3 separate regions of the Mus musculus genome follow, and regions 2 and 3 are each linked to region 1. The links are chromatin contacts, called in public HiChIP or PLAC-seq maps. All regions are on one chromosome and are shown on one strand. Each heading gives the region's core, a stretch centred on a gene start, on an enhancer-like site or on the middle of the called end of the contact. The rest is flanking DNA. Distances are from core to core; before and after follow the strand shown.

The links. HiChIP or PLAC-seq counts read pairs in DNA pulled down with a chosen protein or histone mark.
Region 2: a contact with region 1 is called in a FOXA1 HiChIP or PLAC-seq map of pancreatic cancer cells. The contact joins the enhancer-like site here to the promoter of Wnt7a in region 1. A contact is called at or near these places in 6 of 39 promoter capture datasets (cranial neural crest, embryonic stem cells, hippocampal neurons and 2 more), 1 of 15 datasets of contacts at CTCF or cohesin (large pre-B cells), 5 of 484 Hi-C or Micro-C datasets (the AtT-20 cell line, myocytes, neurons and 2 more), 11 of 115 datasets of contacts at active chromatin or transcription factors (craniofacial prominence, embryonic basal ganglia, embryonic forebrain and 7 more) and 3 of 9 other capture datasets (embryonic stem cells, liver and pancreatic islet).
Region 3: a FOXA1 HiChIP or PLAC-seq map of pancreatic cancer cells shows a contact between it and region 1. The contact joins the promoter of Fbln2 here to the promoter of Wnt7a in region 1. A contact is called at or near these places in 9 of 39 promoter capture datasets (the C10 cell line, cranial neural crest, embryonic stem cells and 4 more), 2 of 484 Hi-C or Micro-C datasets (both in embryonic stem cells), 7 of 115 datasets of contacts at active chromatin or transcription factors (embryonic midbrain, embryonic stem cells, forebrain and 2 more) and 3 of 9 other capture datasets (embryonic stem cells, liver and pancreatic islet).

The regions. Positions count from the first base shown.
Region 1 is chr6:91,409,596-91,413,664 of GRCm38.p6, forward strand. It overlaps Wnt7a (wingless-type MMTV integration site family, member 7A), which reads right to left and starts at 1,758. Exons shown (of 4, transcript NM_009527.4): 1 at 1,444-1,758. The coding sequence starts at 1,514. It overlaps Gm30437 (a long non-coding RNA gene), which reads left to right and starts at 1,733. Exons shown (of 2, transcript XR_377869.4): 1 at 1,733-2,416; 2 at 2,511-3,121.
Region 2 is chr6:91,191,345-91,195,413 of GRCm38.p6, forward strand. No RefSeq gene overlaps it. Among named protein-coding and RNA genes, the nearest start is that of Fbln2, 19 kb to the right of the region's middle. Within about 2 kb of position 1,682, at least 60 of the 459 cell types and tissues checked have an H3K27ac peak or open chromatin away from gene starts, as enhancers often do. A contact at or near this core is called in myocytes and pancreatic cancer cells, where this site is marked.
Region 3 is chr6:91,210,851-91,214,919 of GRCm38.p6, forward strand. It overlaps Fbln2 (fibulin 2), which reads left to right and starts at 1,914. Exons shown (of 18, transcript NM_007992.2): 1 at 1,914-2,050.

The DNA.
Region 1 (4,069 bases), core at 508-3,007:
GCCCCTAGTGAGCCAATGAGGTGTCAGGTCCCGGAGAAATCAGGGAGTTTTACTTTCTGCCGCTTTCCCCTGCTCCAGTCTTTAGTGTCTCCGCCCCTCGTTTCTAATTAAAAAGAAGATAATACCTAACGCGGCCAGAGCCAATGAGCCCGACCTCGCTTCCTGGATGCTGGATGAGTGGATGAGCGCAGGGCGGTAGTGCGCGGGCCAAGATGAAGATTAAAGCAAGTGGGGGGGAAAAAAAAAGAAAAGAAAAGAAAAGCCATCCAGACGCGGGCGAATCAATAACACTTAAAACACACCCGCAGGCAGGCAGCGCGCGAGCCCAGAAGCCGCCTCTCGATCCGCGGTTGGGCTGGAGGCCGCCTAGTCCACTCAGAGCGCACTTGGTTTTGAAATCCCATTCCAGAGAGGTGGGGTTGGGGAAGTGGGAACCCTGAGGGTGGCGGCGGAGAAACACAAAGGGTCTGCCACACACGCCCCCTGGCCTTGGGTCCAGTTCTTCCCAAGGCAGCGACAGGAGGTTCACAGGTAGTAGGGGTGTATAGAGAGAGGCAGGTGTGAAGCCTCCCAAGGTAGCCCTTTGGCGCTAGGACCTCTGTCTATGATTAAAGCCCCCCACGTCCCCAAAACCGTGCTGCACACAAGTCACTTCCTAAGTACAAAGAGAGGCCGCGCAACGCAGCGCAAGAAGCCACCTGCTTCCACTTTCCAGTTAGAGTGTCTCCTGCCCCACCTCCTGACGCCTGGGTTCTTTGGCTCCCACCCCAGCGACCCCAGGGTCGGCTGTCTTGCTTTCTTTGGGTGGCGGCTAGAGAGCGTCTCTCCTTGGTGTCTCCGACTAGCCATTAACTATCTCTGGTCGTACTATTTGGTTCTGATTGTTAAATGTGCTGTCCTCCTAGCTTGGGAAGGGGGTCTGAGGGCCGCTGGAAATGAGGCGGTGCCAGAGCTCTGAAAGGTGGTTTATGCTTTTGCCAGGGAACACCCCCAGTCCTGGGCCCACGTTTGCTACATGAGTAGCCCTGTCTGCAAAAGGGCTGCGCTCACAATATCGCGCGTAGAATTCCTGCTGGGAATTGAGCTCTCTAGGGGTGGCTGTGGTCCTGCCGGATCTACTGTGCTTGTGGCTTGCGCGCAGGGGCGGGGGGTGGGGCGGTTCCTGGGGACCCCATAGAGCAGATATTCGCTTCCAGAAACACTTAACTGTCTGTTTCTGGAGGTATCCCTGACTCTGAGATCCTTGGGATGGCCGATCCCCTGCCCGAGTCTGTGGAATTGCGTGCGCCCCTGGGTTGTCCGCTCACGGGGAGCCTTTGTGCCCTCAGGGTTCCTGCACCTCCCACTGCCTCTCCTGAGCTAAGTTGGGCAGCGCGCCTCCCTCCCGGGCCCAGTCAACTTTGCCTCCGTCGCACGCGCGGAAAGAACGCGCGCGGTGCTTACCCGATCCGGAGGTAGACTATGCCCAGGCTGAGAAAGAGGTGGCCCAGGCAGCGCCGCGCTTTCCGGGTCATAGTCCCCGCTGGTGGCGGGTGCCACGGGCCGGGCTGTGCTGATCCCGCCAGCCGGGCCCGGCGGGGCAATCCACATAGCCTGCGCAGGGGGCGCGGGCCGAGGCTCCCTGGGCGGTCCGTCGGTGCGTCGGTCCGCGCTAGGCACTGGAGACTGTCCCAGAGCGCGGGAGCCGCGGAGCCAGAGGAGGGGAGAACAAGCGCAACAAGGGGCGCCGCTGCGCGCCAGCGATCGCGGCAAGTGTTTGAGGCGCGGGGACTGCGGGGCGCTGCTGCCTCCCGCCCCCGCCCCTCCCTCTCCGCCCTTCCCCCGCCCGCCTCCCGGAGCGCCCGCCCCGCGCCCAAGCGCCCGCGGGTCGAGGATGTCTGCCCCGAGCGCGCTCCCGCGGCGCTCCTCCGAGCTCGCGGCGGTGGGAGGCGGGGGCGTGGAGCGGAGTTGGGGGTGGAGGGCGGTGGAATCCTGCCTGCCTAGCATCCTTCGCTAACTCGCAGGTTGAGACCAGCAGGTGCCCAAGGGCCATCCTCTGGGTGTAGAGGATATAGGCTCATTTCAGAACCCTCACGCCTTGTTAGAGCTCTGTCACACGGGCCAGAAACAGGGAACTGGGGTGGAGACTCCTGCAGAACTACTACCCCACACATTCTCTCCTCACCCTCGTCTGTGCGAGGGGCTGATTGCACCTAAGGCGAGACGTGACAGGATCCTCCGGAATCTTGCTACCGGTGGAGACTTGGAATTGGACTGGAGCCCAATGACCAGTAGCAGAACCTGAGAACACGCGCAGGTGAAAGCTCAGAGCGCTCTCACGGCGACACCTGCTGGGTGCGGCAGGTGGTGCATTCTGGCCTTTTGTCTTTCTGATCAGAGACACGCAGCCCAAGTTTCAGTTGGAGAAACTGAGGAGGTGAAGTCAAACTCAAAGTCACTAACAGGTGAATAGCCAGATTGGAACAAGGTAGCCCCAACTCTAGTGACCCCTACTCTTCTCTCCACTCCAGGCCTGCTTAGCCTTCCAGACTGCAGTTCTTCATGCATACCTTCATGTACAGCCGCTGTTCACGCATGCGTCCACGGGCTACTGGCGCCAGCCATGCTGACAACCGTGGATTCAAGGAACACGGGAGACCTTGGTCTGGGTACAGCCTGGGGGGGGGGCGCTTTCAGAATATGGCCACTACATTGTTCAACCAATCTCCATTGCAAGGAGTTCTCTGTGCGCGCCTTCCTTGCCTCTGGGCAAGCCTGTGATAGCTTCCTCATTGACAGGTGCAGATGATGGTAAATGGATACGTACAGGAGCCCTGTCCAGTAAGCACATGCATAGCTTCAGATGGCACCGGCTGGTGAGAAGGTCACAGGACCGGGGACCGGGCAATGGGAAAGAGGGTTCTGTGCACTAAAATGTTTGTTTTAGCTCTGAGGAAGTGGCTGGGCTGTCCGCAGCAGATCACAGGATTTGGGCCCATTATGGTAGAAGCTAGGAGTGGGTGAAGGAGGAGCAAGGATGAAGAGAAAGAAAGCCAGTGATGTGGAGGGAAGAGAGGGGGACTGTATTCCTAGAAGAGTTTGGAGTCCAATGGAGACCCTGGAGAATAAAGCAGGTAACTCATTTGTGTGTGTGTGTATCTCTGGGTGTCCCATGGAGACACTGATGGGGGCTGGGAAGGGAATTGGACACTGGGGAGCCTGTTGGACTAGGGAGACTTCAACATGGGTTCAGGGACAGATGGGACATTTGTGCTGGAGAACTTTTATTGCCGTTTTGGCATGAATCTGACTGAAGTGGAGATAGCCTTGACCCACTGGTCCCCCAGCTTCCACCTCAGGGGTGCTGGGATTACAGACTGTGCACTCCCACCCTGCTTTATAGGATGTCAGGGATTGAACCTAGTTCTTTTCTAGTGCTAAACCAGTACTTTCCCAACTAAGCTATATCACCCCCCCCAAGCCTGGGGGTGCTTTCAGAACATGGCCACTACAATGTTCAGACGTTCTCCATTGCAAGTTCTCTGTGTCCTCCTGGCTCGCCTCTGAGTGGGCCTGTGATGGCTTCCTCAATAACAGGGAAGAGGTAATGGTGCAGGTGAATGGATGCATACAGGAGCCCTGACCCACCCTAATGACTGCTGTGCTGTGAGGAAACCAGGAATATGTACAGCCACTGCAGCCCACAGTCCTAATTGTGACCTTGACTGGTGGGATCCATTATGATTGCTACACAGGTCACTGAAGGCCCTCCAGATGCCACCAGCCATCCACTCAGTCTTCCTGGCTTCAGATTTGCCCAGGTGAGGCATTGTGGACAGTGTCTGGGTGTCCTCTTTACCCATAGCACATTCTCTTGTATTCCTCCTCTGTCTAGTCATCTGAGGTCTCCTCCAGAACATCTCTCTGGTGTGTCACTTCCAATATGCACCATTGTCATCTTAAAGCAGAGTCATGCACGTCATGGATGTTGGGACACACATGACCTGCAAGTCCTGTGGCAGCTGTGGTGACAGCAACAGCCCTGGCAAAGGCTGAGGGCATCTGCTGGGAAAGGGAAGGGGGGGGGGGG
Region 2 (4,069 bases), core at 432-2,931, 220 kb before region 1:
TCAAGGAGTGGGCTTAGAACAGTGCAGGAATGAGCCCAAGGGTCTGCATCAGGACATGACAACAAGAGGGAGCCCACATCTGGCCCTTCCAGTCTCTTCTTACTGCAGGATGGGGCTACTGATCTGAGGTCTGAAGTAGGAGATGCTCTGCAGGAAACTTCCTTCCTGGCAGAGGACAAGGAAAGATGGGGGAGTGGGCAGAAGACCAGCCAGACAAAGGCCTCTTGTGAGGGGAAGGCTTTGGGACTAGCCCTGTCTGCACATAGGATTAGGGTCACCAGTGTGGTGAGCATCACTGCTGATCCAGGGTCCCTGCTGGGCCCAGTGGCTGGGGAGAAGAGAGCTGCTAAGCAGCTGTGCTGTGAGAGGGGCGAGCTCACAGCTCTCTGAGCTGGGAAACTGAGATGGCAGATGTGGTCGTCCTGGGATGACAGGGCATACCCAGAGATACACTGGCCCTGGAGACTTCTAACCCCCACTATCACTCAGACTCAGGACTGGGCTGTGTCCCAGGTTGTATACAGGCAGGATAAAGGCCAAGAGGATTTGGAGTCTCTGGCTCCGGGGGAACATCTCTATGGCGGGGCAGCAGGAAAGACCGCTCTTTGGATCTGAGAGGCCAAAGCCACTAGTGCACTGAATGGGCATGGGCAGACAGCTTTCCCAGGACAGCCAATGAGGGTGGCTAGAGGGGCCTAAACCAGAGCTGAGTGGCTAGGATGAGAGGGATGAAACAGAGGCCGAGATACGGATCTAGGTAATCTCAAGAAAGGAGTTTGCCAAACTATCTACTATTCCCACTTCCATAGGCAAGATCTCTGTTAAAGTGACACATGGCTGCTGCCCCTTGCCCCGCTGCCCCGCTGCTCCATTGCCCTGCTGCCCACTGCCCCACTGCCCAACTGCCCAGCTGCCCCGCTGCCCCATTGCCCTGCTGCCCACTGCCCCACTGCCCAACTGCCTAGCTGCCCCGCTGCCCCATTGCCCTGTTGCCCTGTGCCCTGCTGCCCTGTTGCCCCACTGCCCTGCTGCTATACATGGTAACTGATTGACCCCAGCCCTACTCCATTCACATCTTTTTTGCTCTCCTCCATCTGAACCTTAGGGTTGGGCAGTATGGACTTGGGCATAACATTGACTGCATGCCCTCTGTGGCCCTCTGGTACCTTGCTCTCTGCTTTCCCAGCTGGTTTGTATCCTCTGATTCTTTTCTAGGCCATTCCATCCTGACTCGTCATCCTCTTCCATTTCCTGCCAAGATCCATGTGGACCTCAGTCTCCTGGGGGCGGGGGGTACTTCTCTTGTTCAGAACCCCTGGCAGACTCCAGCATTGCCCATGCTAGACAGTACTCCTTGCAGCCAACCCTGGGCCCTACCCCAGTCTCTCTACTGCATTCTCCTCTTCCTCATTGCTCTGGTTCCCTCAAGGGTGCTGTTTCTGCCACCACCGCCAGTGTATCTGTTTCTCCCCAGAGCCCAGCCTGCAGCAGTGGTCCATTATCAACACCCCCACCCCATGCTACTTACAGTCTCTCTCTCCAGAGCTGGGTCCTGCAGGATGAGTAGGAGTGTTCAGAAAGAGTGATAGGAAAGGGCCTCAAGGCAGAGGAAGGAATGTGGTATGGGTATGGGAAAAAGGAAACCACAGAGCCAGCTCTCAAGCCTGGAAGACCAGGCTGAGTCACCCAGACTCTGGCCTGATGACATAGGGGGCATCAGGGCTTCCAGGCAGGGTGAGGCATGGCCATCTGTATGCTTCTGGAAGAGCTTTCCCTGTGGCCATAGTCAGGCTGAATGCCAAGTTGATTGGCAAAGATGAAGACTGTGCTGGGGCAGCACATTACTGTCTTGGTACACAGAACTTCATCAACACAGAGCTTGCACTCAGCATCTGTTTTTAAAGCCTGTTGCTTTAAGGCTGTACCATCTAACCTCTGCCCTGGTCCCCCAAGGCTCAGCTAAAGTTAAACAGCATGGTGTCAAAGGGCATCTCAAAACATGGAACTTCAGGCTCTCAGCTCAGCATAGGAAACTCAGGGAACAAGGTCAGAGAACAGTCGGGCCAGATTAGGGCCACAGTTTGGTTCTGGCTGCAGGTATCCCACTCAGATTCACCCACTAGCTTTTCAAGAGAAGCCAGAATATAGAATCTCTGGATCTCTTGACTTTAAAACTATCCTGGACAAGCACAGGCACTTGTGACCCAGCTCTGGATTGCTGTGAAGATATGCCAGCACAGGTTTCTCCTCCACATTCCTACCTCACCATACTCTTTTCCTAGCAAACAACAGGCCTGCTTCTTTTGAAACGGGACATCTGAGGCCCCTGGATAGAGCTGAGAGTCTGTGTAGGAGAAATCAGAGATGTATGCTCCCAAGACATGATAGTGGGGATGGAAAGAGCAGCTTGCACACCCATGCCTGTCACACAGTAACTATAATAGCCCTAAGTAAACCAATGAGCACAGCACGTCTGACAATAGAACCCATGTCTAAAAGGCAGGGGACTGGACACCAGCTGGAATCATGGATGAATTCTGGTTATTTAAATGAACAAGTTGCTCATAAAAAAGGCAAACTTTGGATAATTCTTCTTGTGTGGCATCCTTAAAACAGTTAAATTCAACCAGAAGGTAGCATATTGTGTGCCAGGGGCTGGGAGTTACCTTTTAAAGGGGTCAGAGTTGCCATTTGGGAAGATGGAAAGCTCTGGGGCATTGACTCCAAGGCTCCGTGACCCTGCCTCTTTCTATTGAGCTGCAGTGGTAGGTTGCATAAACATTATAGCTATCACGGAACTATTTTTAAAAAGTGAGAGATGTTTATGGAGGAAGGGGGAGGCAGACACAGAAAGCTGTTCAGGGCTTCAGCACCTATGGATCTGGGCTTCCCAGAGGTTCCAGAACCAGTGGATCCAGAGAAGTGACTGCTTGCCTAGGTAGGGTCAGCTTCCAGCTCTTTCCATGCTGCCTTTGTAAGAGGAGCCCGGCTTCATCAAGCTCACATTCCAGTCTGTAATAAGATGGCTGTGGCTTCTTCTGCTCCTCCTCCTTCTTTTTTATATTCTGTTATTTTATGTGTATAGATGTTGCCTGCATGTATGTCTGTGTACCACATGCATGGAGTAGCCATGGAGGCTAAAAGGGGGTGCCAGATCTCCTAGGACTGCCACAGGGGTGCTTAGAATCTGTCTTGGTTACTTTTCTATTGCCATGACTAATGTGAACGTATTTGGGGCTTACAGTTTAAGAGGGTTAAAGTTCATGGCTGTCATGGCAGAGAGCATGGCAGTAGGCAGGTAGGCATAGGGAGGAACAGTAGCTGAGGGCTTACATCTTAAAACAACCACGAGACAGGAAAGTTAACTGGGAATGGTGTTGGCTTTTGAAACCTCAAAGCCTAACCCTTAGTGATATTTTTTTTCTTTCAACAATTCTACACCTCCCAATACTTCCCAAATAATTCCACCAACTGGGGACCAAACATTCAAATACAAAAGCTTATGGGAAATATAAGAATCTATGAGGACCATTTTTATTCAGACCGCTACAGAAATCTAACCCAGGTTCTCTACAAGAACGGCCAGTGCTCTTAACTGTAGAGCCATCTACAGTTAAAGTGGGAACACTCCCCCTTTGAGGTTTATTTTATTTAATTTAACTGAACATGGTGGTGCCTTTAATCTCATCACTCAGAAACAGATGGATCTGAACTTGAGGCTAGCCTGGTGTGTATAATGAGTTCCAGGCTAGCCAGAGGTATATAGTGAGTACTGTCCAAAAGGGTGGGGGGCGCTGGGCTATGGTGGTACACACCTTTAGTCCCAGCCTTAGGAGGCAGAGGCAGGCGGATCTATAAAGTGAGTTCCAGGACAGCCAGGGCTACACAGAATAACCTTGTTTTGGGGGAAAAAAAGTGTTTAAAAGTGTGTGTGTGGTGCACTGTATGTGCAAATGCCAAGGAAGTGAGAAGAGGGTATTGAATCTCTCAAGAATTGAAGTAACAGGTAGCTGTGCGCTGGGAACAGAACTGGGTGCTCTCCAAGAATAGTCTCTATTCCTAACTGCTG
Region 3 (4,069 bases), core at 664-3,163, 200 kb before region 1:
CCCAGGGAGGCTGTGAGATCAGCACTGGTGTGAGTAACACCTCTGCCCCCTGTGGCACTTTGTCTGGACCTTGTCAGCCTATAACTTCCTCCAACTCTATGTCAGCCAAGCCCCAGCCCCAAATTCCTGGTGGGTGATGCATACCCTGTCTTGATAAGAGTCCTGGCAGGCTCTAGGCGAGCCATGACTCTGGCTCAAATGTCGGAGGTGGGAAACAGCCTCTGTGTTATCTGGTGGAAAGACAACCAGGCCCAGGCTCCTTGTCTGCAGCCTGAGCCTGAATGTTGGCTGCTTGCCTCCCTTCTCTCCCTCAGCCGGGACTTGTAGTGGGGAAAGGGTCCATGCTTGCTGCAGCTATGCTCTTGGCCATAGAGAGAAGGGTTTCATCTGCTCTTTATTCTCATATACTATTTACTGAACACACCCCTCTGGAACTTTGGGATTTCAGCTCAACCCCTGATGTAGGCTTTGACACCTATTGTTTAGTTTGCCCCTGAGGAAGTAAGCCAAAACTCAGAGGGAAGGGACTTGCCCAAGGTGACTGGCCCAAGGACACACAGCTGCATGGGAAAGAAGTCTTAGCTGCTAAGTAATTCTACAAACGATCATTTATAAACCAATCTCAAAAAGGTAGCCAGGGAGAGAATGCAGCCAAGTGGCAGGATAGAAGGGCTCTGATGTGGTCTCAGAAAGGGGATATTTTATCTCAAAACAAGGATGCACCAGCCCTAGGCTCCTGGGGGAGAGGTGTTCGGGTAGAGGTTAACAGCATACACAAAGGCCCTGAGAGAGGCGTTTGTGGAAAGAGCCCACAGAGGCAGGCTGGGTCAGACTTTTCCATTCAGCTCTGCTCTCCACAACCCATCCTGGTTCCTCTACAATTCCCTGGCTCTTTCTAGGTGCAGCTATGTAACCCTGGGCAGATAGCTTCCTTCTCTGTCTTTTTGTTTGCTCTTGGCTGCCTCACACCTGTTCTGGGCCATGGGGTCTTACTCTTGGGCCACAGCTGCTCCTAGGATGACGGGCAGTGGCTATAGGGGCATCCATCTCTGGCAGGTATGGGAGGTGATTAGCAGTCCTGGATCTCAGACAGTGAAGCTCACTGTTGACTTTCTACCATGCACAGGCCCTGGGCCTGCTGAGAGTGGACAGTGGTGACCAGACACCTCTGTCATTTGGGGGGCAGGGAGCCAAGGGCCCAGTAATGATATGTTTTGAGTTTATATCTTACAGAGTGTTGACTGCCTCTTGGGCACTGTGCTGTGGATGACAGTGTTCTCCACAGCTCCCTACCCACAGAGGTCAAGAGGATTGGCTAAGCCACACCATAGTACAGGCAACTGAATCAGGATAAAAAAAGAAGAAGAAGGAGGAGGAGGAGGAGGAGGAGGAGGAGGAGGAGGAGGAGGAGGAGGAGGAGAAGAAGAAGAAGAAGAAGAAGAAGAAGAAGAAGAAGAAGAAGGAGGAGGAGGAGGAGGAGGAGGAGGAGGAGGAGGAGGAGGAGGAGGAGGAGAAAGAAAGAAAGAAAGAAAGAAAGAAAGAAAGAAAGAAAGAAAGAAAGAAAGAAAGAAAGAAAGAAAGGAAAAAAAGAAAAAGGGCAGGGTGATCTAGACAGTGGAGAACTAAGATGGGAGCATGCCCATGCCTAGTTTCTGCAGACCTGTCCCTGGGCAGCTTTGAGCCTGGGTACCTCTGGCTATCACAGGGTGCTGGGTCCAGGAGGAGAAGCTAAAGGGTGGCGCAGTACTGAGACATCTGAGTCTCAATATAGCCAAAGCATGGTGAGAGGGAGTGGAAAGAGGGACTCAGAGACCCGGACAGGAGAGCGCCGGCTCCTGGGCTCCTATTTGGGCTTGTTGAGCACTGGGTTGGGCGAAGTCTTAGCAAAATCGAGGCCCCGCCCTGAGGCGGGACCTGTGGGGCGGGGTCTCAAGGCCTGGCTAGTCCCGCTCTTCTCCAACCCCGAGCCGCGCGCCACCCGGACTCTGGATTCACCGACGGCGGGTGCGCGGACAGACTGACGGCGGCGCAGCTCAACACAGAGCACCGGGTAAGTACAGAGCCTTCGATCTCCACCCCGCGCTTCCTCTAGGTCAGTCACGTTCTCTTGATCGCTGGCTCGTCTCTCTGGCTCTCCAGACACCAGACTAGTCCTTCAGGGTCTCCCAGGGTCACTCCCCCAGCTGCCCCCCATCCCCGGCGGGAAAGATTGGGCCTCTCGGTCTGGTACCACCCCACCCTCAGTCACAAACTGCCACACATGCACTCACACTAGCAGAAGTTACTGCAAGCTCTGCAGAGGCACAGGCCACCCCAACACCCAGCCCAGAATCTCTCGTGCAGGGGCTGTGCACGTTCACTTCTCCCACATCCCTCTGCACGTGAGTGCTTTCACACACACTTGCATGTTTTAGGCATCCTTCAGACATGCATATGTGTCCGTGTTAGGCACGTGTGCGTTCGACATCCATAGAAAGTTTGGTTCAGTGCCGGTTGGTTCAATGCTTCGCTTATCTCCATCCGCTATTCCACACACATCTCCCACACGGGCCTGTGTTGGACACAGAGGGCCCCACACTCAGGTTCACAGACAGAGTCATGGTCCCTAGCATCTGCGGTTCCCCTGCTGAGTGGGAGCCTCAGCCTAGAGAGAAGGAGGTGGCTGCTGGTGTTAGTCTTGGCTCACTCTTGGAGTGGCCTAGGGGGCCCAGGAGGGGCTAAGTCTTCAGGGGTGGGCTTGGCTCCTCACCACCTCTTGTTTCCCCGCCCCCCCTCTCCTAGGCAAGAGTCCATCCTTTCTTCCTCAGCCAGCCTGAGATCGTGCCCATCTGCTTCACGGTGATGGCCACTTGGACCAGTCCGAAGTTGGTCTGAGCCAGCAGGTGTTCTATGACTGGCCAGAGAGACAAAAAGGAATTTGTGGTGTGTGGGTCCTTGTTGCTCAGAGGATGCTGAACCTGACCCTCTCCAGGAGAGCTTGGGTGACGTGGGTGGGTGGCAGCAGAGGGCTCCCTGGGCTTGGCATTGAGTGGAGCTAATACATATTTGTGATGGAATGATCGGAGCTCTCGCCTCACCTTCCAGAGGTGCCAAGTATGTGTGTGTGTGTGTGTGTGTGTGCAGGACCCCCAAGAGGAAAGGCAGGATGGGAGATGTTGCCAAGGGTGGGTACCTCTTGTCTTCCCGCCCACCCCTTCATGTAGTATGTAGAAAGCATCTGACTGGAGGTGCAGACCCGCCAGCCCCGGCTGTGACTAGCTCTGCATGTTTTGCTTGGCTCTCAGTATGCTATTATTGTTTTTAAAAATTTAATTAGCTGCCAGCATTTACTAACTGGCAGCTTTCACAGAAAAGTCCGGATTTCCGTCTTTTCTTGAAAAAAAAAAAAAAAAAAAAGCAAGCTCTGGTGGTTAGGATTCATATGCTTTTGTGGAGTGCTTCAACCAGTGCTGCTGGCTGCCTTCCCTTAGGGATGGGCCAGGGGCACCTTTGGTTGCAGTCTCTACCAGATCTTTCTTCTGGGCTCCTGTCTGGCCTTTGGAGACCTGTTCTGGTTGTAGCCTTTTAAATCCATTGCTATCTCAAGGGTGAGCCCAGGCTAGGCTCTGCCATGCCTTAAGTAAGCCTCCTACCATTCAGGATGTTGGTCACCACAAAGGTGGGAGTGTCCAGGATCAGGTTTACAGGGGATTCTAATGATAGTATAGACATTTTGTGCTGGTCTGTGGGGGTGATGGCCTGGTGTCCCCATAGGAGGAAGGTCAGAGCTCCTGGTGGACCTGAGATAGACCTCGCATAGAATTTTCCTTCTTGTTATTCTGAGAGCTCCTCTGTAAAGTCACACTGGTTCTCCTGACTGGAAAAGGGAGGCTCAGAAAGAATTCAACAAGCAAAGGAACATTTTCATACCCTGGAACAAAGCTCTCTGTTCTTCCAGGCTCTCTGTCCTTCCAGCATTGAATCCCGAGAAAGGGAGACCTGGATGTCAGTGACTCTGGAGTTTCCTGAGTCTCGTCCATAGAGGACACACAGTAGGTGCTCAATAAATGCTCCTGGCATGACTAAGGCA